2 separate regions of the Zea mays genome follow, and region 2 is linked to region 1. A link is a contact called in public Hi-C data. All regions are on one chromosome and are shown on one strand. Each heading gives the region's core, a stretch centred on a gene start, on an enhancer-like site or on the middle of the called end of the contact. The rest is flanking DNA. Distances are from core to core; before and after follow the strand shown. Region 1 holds the start of LOC100127514 (ZCN3 protein). Region 2 holds the start of LOC103640763 (endonuclease III homolog 1, chloroplastic).

Region 1 (5,664 bases), core at 883-3,382:
TGGACGAGCTGATACATCACATGATATGCTTCTACTCATATGAAGGCTTCAATGGTACATTGGTACGAATGCCTAACATAGTTAGGTATGCTATTGTCTAATGCAGTTTCACTCATTTGATTTGATCAGTTGTGAGCTTTACTTTCTTCTATGGTGGTTGCTGATATTTGAATTTTTTTTTTATTGATAGACTAACTGTAGAAATGAGGCATGCACATACAATACTATTAATCATCTATTCGTCTTATCAATTTCTCAGACCATAAATTTTAAGAAAATACTGAGAGAACGCTCATGTACTGACGAGGGGATGGATCAACTTCACTGCTGTGGATAAAGAGAGAGTGGCGCTGCCTGTTGCGTGCAGTACACAGTCGTAGTGATCCCTGACTCCCGAGTCGGCGTCGGCAAACTGGCACGGCTGCTGCTGGTGCATGCCGCCGACGGGGCAAACTGGCACGCACGCATCAAAGGTGCTTAGCACGGGTGGATTACGCAGAGGCGTGCTCTCGGTGCACCACGGTCCCCGGCTCCATGGCAAGTGCAAGTGGGTACTGGGGAGAATCCAACAAGCATCCTACATGCCAATGGGCAAGAAAAACTGGGAGGTCATTTCCTTCTCGGTGCACGCTGACGGCGAGAACGCACTGAACCCTGACTTGGCTCACCTTCCAAGTTGGTACTACTGCTTGGTCGGCAACAACAATAATATCAATAATAATAACAACAACAACAACAACAACAATAATACTAATAATAATAATAAAAGAAGCAGCGTATGCATGAAACCCCTGAGCCAGTCAGTTTTCGTAGGAAATCTCGTGGCGTTGACTGCCCAAATCCCACACAGAAACGCCCATAATAGCAGCTTTCGACAAGTGTTATCGTACGTAGTGTGCTTGGACTCTGCCTCGTGCTCAATCATGCGCGGACACCTTGATCCATGGAGAGATCCGCTGCAGCCTGCATCGTGGCCTTCCTCCCCTCTAAATTCTTGATGCCATGATCCTCCCTGTCACTCAGGTTGGTTACTTACCACTCATCTCACCTGCGTGTTCGGGGACAAAAGGCTCGGTTGGACGGCTCCTTTTAGCCGAGGTGTCGGGCAGCAGCTTATGACAGCAACCGAGAAACATCGCCATCTGCCCATCTGCATGGAGGTGAGAGTCATTATTCTGCTAAACTAGTCCAATATATATATAACAGACCTGTTGAGATTTACCTACCAATGGTGCAATTATAGGAGCTCGCCATTGGTTGGAGCAACTACCAGGTTCCACTACCCTAGCTAGCTTGGCTCCACCACTTATGGAAAACCATAAAGATTTTTTGAACGCCTCGACCAAGAAGCCCAAGAACCTCATACCCGAGTCGACAGTCGACATCTCTGCAGCGTTGCTTGAACAAATAAGGGGGTGTTTAAATGCACTAGAACTAATAGTTAATGGCTAAAATTAGTTGGATACATCAAACACCTTAGTTAATAGTTCAACTATTACCTATTTTAGTAAATTAGTTAATAGTTAGCTAGCTAATTCCACTAGCAATTTTTTAGCCAACAGCTCTAGTACATTTAAACACCCCCTAAATCAGCAAAGGCGAACATCTGAGGGCTGAGAGGCTTCCGTGAGGACAGTGCTGCATCTTGTCTCCTAGGCCATGAAAAAGATAAATCAGCATTAGGAAGCAGGAGGGCAAGAATATAGGCAGTTTAAGTAAGCATCAAATCAAGCATGCCGAATAGAATTGGTAGTTTCACTGAAAACCAAATTCTAAAGAACCGTATTCATCCCCCTCCCCCCCCCCCCCCCCCCCCCCATTTAGATCCAGAAAAAAGCCACACTTCCTAATTAGACCTTTGGTCATCTAGATGTTTTTTTTCCACAGTAAGGTGTTTCCACACTTCCTAATTAATCCTTCGTTGGCTTTCTTGGAAAAAAGCGGTACAAGCTTCCTGTTGCCACTTCAGCTGCATCCACACCATACCCAACTAAAAGACACCCATGCCTCCTATCCTCTTTTTACATCCTACACTCAGCAGCAGGCCAGTAGCCTCATAACCGCTATAAATAGAGAGGCTTGTCCTCTACCAATGCCCAATAACCAGCTCACAGTGTCATTGAGTGCATTCGCTTGCTCTGTTCAGTCAGAGCGAGCGATTCACATGTGAAACATAAGTACCTGTCCCTCCAACCATGTCCAGGTCTGTGGAGCCTCTCATAGTCGGGCGGGTGATCGGAGAAGTCCTCGACTCCTTCAACCCGTGTGTGAAGATGATAGTGACCTACAACTCCAACAAACTCGTGTTCAATGGCCATGAGATCTACCCATCAGCTGTTGTGTCCAAACCAAGGGTGGCGGTTCAAGGGGGCGATTTGCGGTCTTTCTTCACATTGGTTAGCAGTCAGATGCTCCATCGTTGACAAATGTTCTACAAGTACTACTACCACTTCTTCCTCCCTGATGGCCATGGTCATCAAATTTCAGGTTATGACAGACCCAGATGTTCCAGGACCAAGTGATCCATACCTAAGGGAGCACCTTCATTGGTAATGTTCAGCATTTCTTACCTTAGTAGGGATGCCAAGTAGCATATGATGATAGCACCATATCTTTCATATACAGAAAATTCCGTGATTTCTAGCACTTCAGAGTAATGTGGCTAAAAGGCAGCCTTTACATTTGCAGGATCGTGACTGATATACCTGGGACAACAGATGCCTCCTTCGGTAGGTTCTGCTGATTCAGGCTTAGCCTATTCCATGTTCTAGTTCTTCTTTGAATTAATAACCATTCATCTTCCAAATTTCAGGGCGACAGATCATAAGCTACGAGAGCCCAAGACCTAGCATTGGTATCCACAGGTTCATTTTTGTGCTCTTCAAGCAGCAGGGTAGGCAAAATGTAACTGTGCCATCCTTCAGAGATCATTTCAACACCCGGCAGTTCGCTGAGGAAAATGACCTTGGCCTCCCTGTAGCTGCCGTCTACTTCAATGCACAGAGAGAAACTGCTGCTAGGAGACGCTGAAAATCCCAGCTCTTATTGCCTACCTGACGATAATAAGGGCCTTCTGATCTTCTTTCTAGGAAGTCGATGAACTTATTCTACATTAAATTCTCCTGAGCACTACCTTATAAATAAACCAGATGTATTTTGCGGATTGTGTTAGTACTAGAATGTTTTGTAAGTAGGAAGAATGAGAACTATGAATGATCCATGCTTGTGGTACAATTTCATGTGTAAGACCTCTATCACTGAAAGCCAGAAATCAGGGTTGGGGGACATCCCTCAGGCTTTGTTTGGGTACTTTCATTTACACATCAATCCATCTCAATACATGTGGATTAAAATGAATACTAAAGTATTCAAACAAGGCCTCACAACAGGATGTAGAATAAGTTCAGGTAGTAAATACTTTAGAACCTGATATAAGAATTTTAGAACTATTAAGAAATTATCACATAATTGATATAGACATACAAAAATATGCGAAAAAAATGTCCGCCCAATTTGAAGATTAACACCCAGCATAAAATAACTGTTCACATTTTAGACTTCTAACTTATCTTACGAATTCACAAATGTATGGTGCAAACTTTCAAACAATCGGTATTCATGTCTCTCCTGATGAAAGTATGTTCAACAGGTAAAATGTTTTATATTTTCATATATGATAACGAAAGCAAACCAACCAGAGCCTCATTTGGCAGTATGATTGGACTGCTCCTCAGTAACCATTGACATTTCCTCGAACACGCACCCATTGACATTGAGTGGCCACAGCTGCAAGATGACAAAGGAAGCACTAGATACAATTAGGACGAAATCTTATCATAGGTGACAACTGACAACGAGTATCAGTCAAAGATAAAAGTTACACTACATATCATCACACTTCTATATATTTTTTATTACGAAATGCTTTAAATAATATGTTTTATGAAGTCCATCATTTTATAATGACAGTTTGAATGATGCAAGAAAATTCTCTTCCCAAGATAGCCAGATAGGCCATATCATACAGGTCTGTTTCCTTTCCATTCCTTTTTCCCTTTGCTGTGATTACTGCAGGAATGTCACACAGCTATATATCATAACCATGGTAGGCAATTTTGTCCTTTCTGAAGTCTAGGTCCATTGCAGATTTCAACGATAATAGACAACTTTGTCTTTGTGAACCCTATAGGTTCCTTCTATAGTTCTAGATTGTCAACCTTCGGTTGCTTGGTTTTGCTCAAGGAAACGTAGAACATACACATCTGATTCAGCCCACTTTTATCACGGATAAAACAACTCAACTTTTTTATTGCGCGAGGTAAATCAATAATCCACTCAACTTGAGTAAATCAACGGTAGGTGCTTTGAAGAGATGTTATCAAATACGTCACGGAAATATCAGATATCTACCGGATTATTAGGAGATAATCAATGCAAAACTAGCAGGTGTGGCCACGGGAGACAAGGATATGGCCGAGGGGTGGACCCAGTAAAGGGAGATGGAGATGCGTATCTACAGTTCTACACCCGATTTTTTTGATTTTTTTTTTTTTGCCAAAAAGGCTTGAAGTATTAGTAGCCTAGTAGGCATCATTGCATCAAATAGCAAAACAAGGTTAGGGTTTGGATGCTCGGTTTCACACAACAGGAAGGGGAGACGTGGGTGGGAATACCTGCTGGTGGGTGCTCGTCGCCGACAGAGAGACCGAAGAATGCCTCGGCACCTAGCACGGGGACGGCGGAGTCGTCGCTCGTCAGAGACAGATCGAACGCGGCCACGCGGGTTGCGGGGTGAACCGTGGACGGAACTCGGAAGGGAGACCATGCAGCGGACGGGCCGTAGCCCAGTCCATGTTCTCCGGCGGCCCAGGAGAGCGCAACCGCACCGGGCCTTCTTTTCTTGGCACGTACGGATTTTCATTTGCAAATCATTTTTTCTATCTTTCTTTCTTTCTCTCATTTTTATCTTTTAGTTACTAGTAAAGTAAAATATGATAATTGTGTTGCAACTGGAGAAAAACTATTATACAACGTTTAAAAACACATAAATATCTAAACTTAAATATATCATAACTTCCATCTGCAAAGAATTCTCAACGTAAAAGAGACAAAGACATCTTTGAATAAGGGCTAGCTTGGGAACCTCTGTGAAAATAAGGTTCTCAAGCTAGCTCTAATAAGATGTTTATGATATGGGAAGATTTTCAATATTATATATAGCTTAGGTGTTGTTTGGTTTAACGTAAATGATAATGGTAATGGTTGACACTCGAGTGATAGCGGTTATAAGTTTAAATAGACTGATATCAGTTTTTAGCCTTGAATCTCATTATTGTTATGCTTAAATAAACATGATTTAACGTTACCAGTTACAATTATATGCTGCACCTTAAATGCTTAATATATAGCTAGCTGTTACACGCAATATTTCGTTGGCGATGATGCAAGGAGACGGCGAGATGACTACTGAACCAGTCAGTGCGATTTGAGCAAAAAAATTTTAAAAAAAAACTATATCAAATGAAAATTACACATAGAGTTTAGTGTGTATAGGCTGTTTCCCGATCCATCGACGTCTCTCTCACAACTCGGTCAGTACCTCTGGAAGTAGCTCCCCATGGCTTCGAAGCCCCTGCTCGAGAAGCAAAGCCTCGCCGAAGAACT
Region 2 (5,664 bases), core at 1,475-3,974, 300 kb before region 1:
AAGGAAATTAGCCAACTAGGTGAGTTGCATAACCCCGAAGCCACCTATGTAAGGCCAACCAAAGAGCTCCGCCTTTTTCTCTTTATATTTCCTTTTTAAATGGCAACGGTAGGAACTAAACTTGGAACAGGTCATACCAACAAGGCTCTAACATAAAATTGTAAAGGTGAAAAGACTATTTTGTGGCAAAAACTACCTTGGGTGGAAGGAGAGAACCAGCTTTTTCACAGCCCTTCGTATCTACGGGGGCTTCACCAGATAACCTCATGCTTTTAATGCCTCCAAGAACTGCCTCCCAGTTATCTGGAGCTCCAACTGCGCAAATGACTACTTTGGGTTTCTTATCGTACATGGACATAAGAAAGATACCAATCAAATGAAAGATATGAATGCTTAATAAGAAGTCAACAAACCTGGACCTAATGCACTTATTTTTCATGGTGCAACAGTGAAGAATTTAGGTTGAAAAAATGCACAGATGTGCAGAATGAAGAACTAAGATTCATATAAGTTTTTAATCAGTGACTATAATGAGCCCGTCTTTTTGGCTAACATTAAAAAAAGGGCAGCGCGGTGCATGTGCTCCCACTTGCGCGGGTCCGGGGAAGGGTCGGACCAGTTTGTGTTTATAGTACTCAGTCTTTTCGTGCATTTGCAAGAGAAGAGGCGGTTTTCATGACTCGAACCAGTGACCACCTAGTCACAGGGCAGCAGTTTTACCACTGCGCTAAGGCTTTTTGGCTACCATTACAATTAGAGGAACCAAGAACAATGCAATCTAATTCCAAACAACAGCAACAACAACAAAGTCTTTTGGTCCCAAACAAGTTGGGGTAGGCTAGAATTACAACAGAAGCCACAAGTCAAGATTTAGGCACGTGTATAGCTGTTTTCCATGCAATCTAATTTCAAACATAATTAAAAAAAATGAGCTTACAAATGATAGTTATGTATGGGAAACTGAAAATGCCACAGCATATCCTGACCATGTAAGATCCCACTTGTGGTTGTGGCAAGATTGATCACATGCTAGCAGAAAAAAAGTTCCAATCCAGTGACTTCATCTTAGTAGTAAGTTAGTAACACAAAGCCCAAAACTTAAATGAAGCATTGCTGACGTCAATAGGTATAGGCTTGCAAAAAAAAACGAAACATGGCATAACAACAAAAGCAGCATGGTAAACGTATATGCAATAACTTATCTCTTCAAGTAGCCTTCCGATTTATGCATACCTTTTATAACTGAAGAAACTCCAACCTTTTTCTCCACCTTGACTGAAGAAGGGAAGTGTTAGTTTTTTTTACAAGACATGGCAGAAACGTGAACAAGATTGTAATATGGCACATAGAGACTTGCTAGCAGATTATCCAGGTGAAAGATACTTGCACACTGGTTATGAAACATCTGGCTAAATAGGAAACTGAAAAAGATTATCTGATCGGCACCAGCGGTTCTTACCCAAAGATGTTGTTGCCTTACTTGACGATGTCAATGTTTTGGCCTTTTCGTATATAAAATCCTCAATGTCAGGGACCTGCATATGAATAGGAAATTTTTGTATTAAGGAAAGCATAAAACCAAGTACTAAGGTACCATGAGTGAATAAATGTAGCTAGATACAAAAGAAACACTCGCTGCACTACACCAAAGAGCAAGGGTTCAATAAGCAAGCAGTTTAAATCAAGGGTACAGAGCGTAAGGAAAGGAAAAAAAATGAGAAACACATGGAACTTGCTTCTGTTCATAAAAAAGCCATTCTGTTCAGTCAGCAGGCACCTGCTTCTTATGATGCTGCCCATTTACTTCAAGTTCTCGCTTCACCCTTCTCCGCTTAACAGAGACAGTTGCTTCGGGCTTGGGAGTGTCCAAAGAAACACTGGATTCACGTTTGATTTCTCGTGCAACTGAAAAGGCATGAAACTTGTACTTTATTGACAAAAAAGAATGAAAAGTATACCAAAAATGTTGGGAGGAAAATGTCAGGCATAGGTACTGATCTACTGATACTCAGGACGGGGGTTTCTTAACAGAGTAGGGAGATTAAGTTCACAATTGAAGTTGGAACAAAATTCTAAAAAGTTGAACTCAGAAGCGTCGGTCCTACACTCCCACTCGTCTCGTTCAATCCGCAGAGACAAAAGAAATGGTAGCGAGCGGAAATTCTGTTCTCGTCAAACTAAATCCGTGTATCTTGGCCATGCATACAGCAGATGATCAGTTAGTGTGGGGCATCATGAAGGCATTCACCACCTGACATTAGTAGTACAACGAAATTTGATCCTCTGGAGCAACTGGTGAAGTAAATAGCACAACAAGGCAGAGCGGAACTTGCTACTTAGCAAAGGAGCACTAAAAAGGGGAGAAAGATACGCGGAGACGAAAGGGGCAGAAAAGCGGGCTTTCACTTCACCTGGGCTGTTGTCAGCGCGGACCAGCAGCCTGGAGGCGGAGGCGGAACGGGTGCTGGGCATGGCGGTCGGCAAGAGGCGAATGCGGGAGATGAGAAGGGCAAGGTGCATCTGCTCCCGCGCCGCTGCGCTGGGGTTTTAGCGACGAGGTCCTGTCCTGTTCATCTTTTTCCTCTCTCCCTCCCTGTTCATCTTTTTTTCGTTCATTCGCGTTTTTGAAAAACAATACAGTTGCGTTGCTTGTGGCTCTGAAGCCTACTGCGTGGCTCTTCACGCACCAGGATTAAATTAAATCATAGCTTTAAAGCCTTTATCAATCAATATTTATATTAACCAGAAAACACAAAGCTTGCAAACGAATCCGTTTTACAATGGAAAAAAAGGTTCATTTGAATTTAATTCATACCGGTTTCTACCATTTCTTCTAGTGTTTGCCTTTAATTCATACCGATTTCTACTTTTTATTCTACAGTGTTTTATCTCTATATATTAGAGCTTCATCCGCTTTAATCCAAAGAGTGTTTTTATAGTTTATACTAGAGAGTACATTTGTATCTATGTGCGAAACGACGAAAGAAAGATGCAAGGCCCAAAGAGCTCTATAGTAGTGCCCGGGAATGGGGTCGTAGAGCCGGTAACCCACTCTGTTTAGTATTTTGATTTCATTCAAGGTGTTGCTCTGTCAAATCGAGATTATATGGGTGTTCAGTCTACCATTCATGTTCACGTTCGACAAATCTAAATCTAAGAGGTGCTCCTAGACTGGACGACTTTCCAAAGAGTGTTTTATCTCTATGTATTACAGAGACATTCAAACAACTGTCTTTAATCTAAAACAAATATTTATTCTATAGTGTTTTATCTCTATATATTAGAGCTTCATCCGCTTTAATCCAAAGAGTGTTTTATCTCTATGTATTAGAGCTACATTCAAACAACCGTCTTTAATCCAAAACAAATCTGTCTTTTACTGCTACTCCATTTATACCGACGATGGAGCCTGTTACCTTGATAAATACTACTTTCGTTCCGATTTATAATTGTTTTGACTTTTTACTAAATTTGACCAAACCGTTTATTCGATTTTTTACGAAAAAAAAATACAAAGACATCATTATACTATATGCAGCAATAGTAAACCTACAACAGATTATCACAGCAATAGTAAACCTGCAACAGATTATCACAGCAATAGTAAACCTACAAGGCTACAACAGATTTTGGTATCACACATACGGCAGCCCAGGGGACAGATTTGGTTCGCAGGCATGTCTCACCAGGTGAAACCGTCAGTTCCCAACCAAATCACGCTCAGGCGGTTACAGGCTAGCCAGGCATCCTACAGCTGGGTTACAACCAAATAGCAATTGAGGACGAACTTGGTGACGAAACTAACAGAAATGAAAAGGAAGTTGAGGATGCACCAACTAGCTATCCAGTATCCAGTAACATTACATAACCACAAGAAAGCAAAAATGAGCTTGACAAAGAAAATCCAATTATCCCCAAGAAAACATCGTCCGTAGCAGTCGCAGATAATAAACATCTAAGCAGGAAGACCATCAAAGAACTTCATGTAGTCATCAAGCTTCTCTCCATGCCTGATCTTAACGATCGAACCGTCCGCTTCCACCTGCAAAGGGGACAATAAACCATATTGGTTAAATGACCAATGAAGAAAACTGATAAAAAGACGAGAGGCAACAAATGGGGAACGGGGGCATCCCCAAAGTCTCAATTCCACACGGTTACAGTCTACCACATGCAAGCTTTATGTGTTTTCATATTCAAGTTGGTCTCGATTGTTAACATGCGCAACTCTAAGAAAACATTGGTTGGCAATAGTTACAGGGGGTAATCGGAAACACATTAAATGGGCAGGTTGTAAGACAATAAGAGCAATTTAGCCCTTATTCTAGAGCCCCAAAGACCGGTTGTCAAGCTCCTCTAGTCCTCTACATGATCCCCTTCGCATTCTTGATTTCCATGTTCTACGGCACCTCAGGCCATGTCAGGCTTGATTCCTCTAAGCTGCCAGCAGTAGGGCGCCCCTCAACCCCCACCCACCCCCACCCCTCTTAAAAACACCATCTCCCAAATTTGTCTGCTTGGCCTCCTTTTCTCAGCAACAATCGTTAAACCATAGTGTCATAAGAACCGAGCTCCTATACATAGACAGGTATCCATCTGCGACATTATGGGGCAGGCAAAGGGGACGAGGCACAGCAGTAGGCTGGTAAGTAAGGATCAGGAGCGACAGGGTGCAGGCTGTGCAGCATGGTGTGGAATCAAGGGGAGATGGAGTGCAGGGAATTTCAAGCGAGTTTGAGCACCTCCATCGCTCTTAACAGTTCCAACTCTACATCTGAGGCCTTAGGCAAAAAAAAAAGGTAAGTTAAACAGGCCCAACTCATGCACTCAAACTTTAGAGGCACCAGCAATTGCCCTTAGCCCCATTTTCCACAGGTCAAGTAGGGGTTAGGGCAAGAGCGATGCAAGAAAACATGGTGGCAGTGGAGAGTCGGGATCAGTGGGGGTTGCGGCCCTGCTGGACTTTATTTCTTAGAATCAACCCCCAAAACTGCTATAGTTGCTCTAAGGAAGCTAGATCCAAGTAAGTAAAAGTAACTGATATTCCCTAGCTTGCAGTGGCTTTTTCCATTTTTCCTACAAAATAATCACGAGAAAAAAGGGAATGTAGGTGGCAGTATGCCCACCAGGGAGGCTGTCGCCCTCTTTAACTAAAATATCATGTTGCAATGTGTTGGGGGCCTTATTATTTACGAAGGTCCTCGAAACACCAAGATAATGATTGTTTTCTAGTATATCTCTAAGTATTACAAGTACCTTGAGTACCGTGAAGGAACAATGGATAAAATACGAAGCATGACGAAGCTGAAGTTCTCACAAAAGCGATGAAGGAAAAAAGACAACTTCGCCCTCGTTGTGCAGTATAGCTCGAATATATAGGTTTTAGGGTGTGAATTTTAATTTCATCAAAGTTGTACCCCGCGACTATAAATAGATGAACAGTGCCCTGCATAAATTCACCTTTTGGAGGGCTATAAACTTCATTTCACTTGGTCTTCGAAATACCTTCAAGCTATCTTATGCAAAGAAGCCGAAGATATGTTTGTAAACTTATGTAATACAAAGAATGATGAAATAAATAATGCTAAGGCTCAGGAGATGAGTTTCATACTTTGTTTTCCCATTATCATTTTGTCTGGTACTGTTTTATTCATATCTCCATTT

The links. A called contact is a pair of places that touch in the nucleus more often than the background predicts.
Region 2: a Hi-C map of endosperm shows a contact between it and region 1, with 1.9 times the contacts expected there. The contact joins the promoter of LOC103640763 here to the promoter of LOC100127514 in region 1. A contact is called at or near these places in 3 of 25 Hi-C or Micro-C datasets (ear, endosperm and tassel).

Annotation. Positions count from the first base shown.
Region 1 is chr10:5,028,990-5,034,653 of Zm-B73-REFERENCE-NAM-5.0, reverse strand. LOC100127514 (ZCN3 protein) reads left to right here and starts at 2,132. Exons shown (of 4, transcript NM_001112771.1): 1 at 2,132-2,396; 2 at 2,488-2,549; 3 at 2,689-2,729; 4 at 2,813-3,234. The coding sequence starts at 2,196. The coding sequence ends at 3,030. LOC100275856 reads right to left here. Exons shown (of 1, transcript NM_001371519.1): 1 at 5,461-5,664. The coding sequence ends at 5,593.
Region 2 is chr10:5,330,032-5,335,695 of Zm-B73-REFERENCE-NAM-5.0, reverse strand. It overlaps LOC103640763 (endonuclease III homolog 1, chloroplastic), which reads right to left and starts at 2,724. Exons shown (of 11, transcript XM_020545593.2): 1 at 2,412-2,724; 2 at 1,778-1,905; 3 at 1,460-1,535; 4 at 1,234-1,275; 5 at 197-315. The coding sequence starts at 2,520. LOC100273126 (diaminopimelate decarboxylase) reads right to left here. Exons shown (of 8, transcript NM_001147573.1): 8 at 3,682-4,042. The coding sequence ends at 3,956.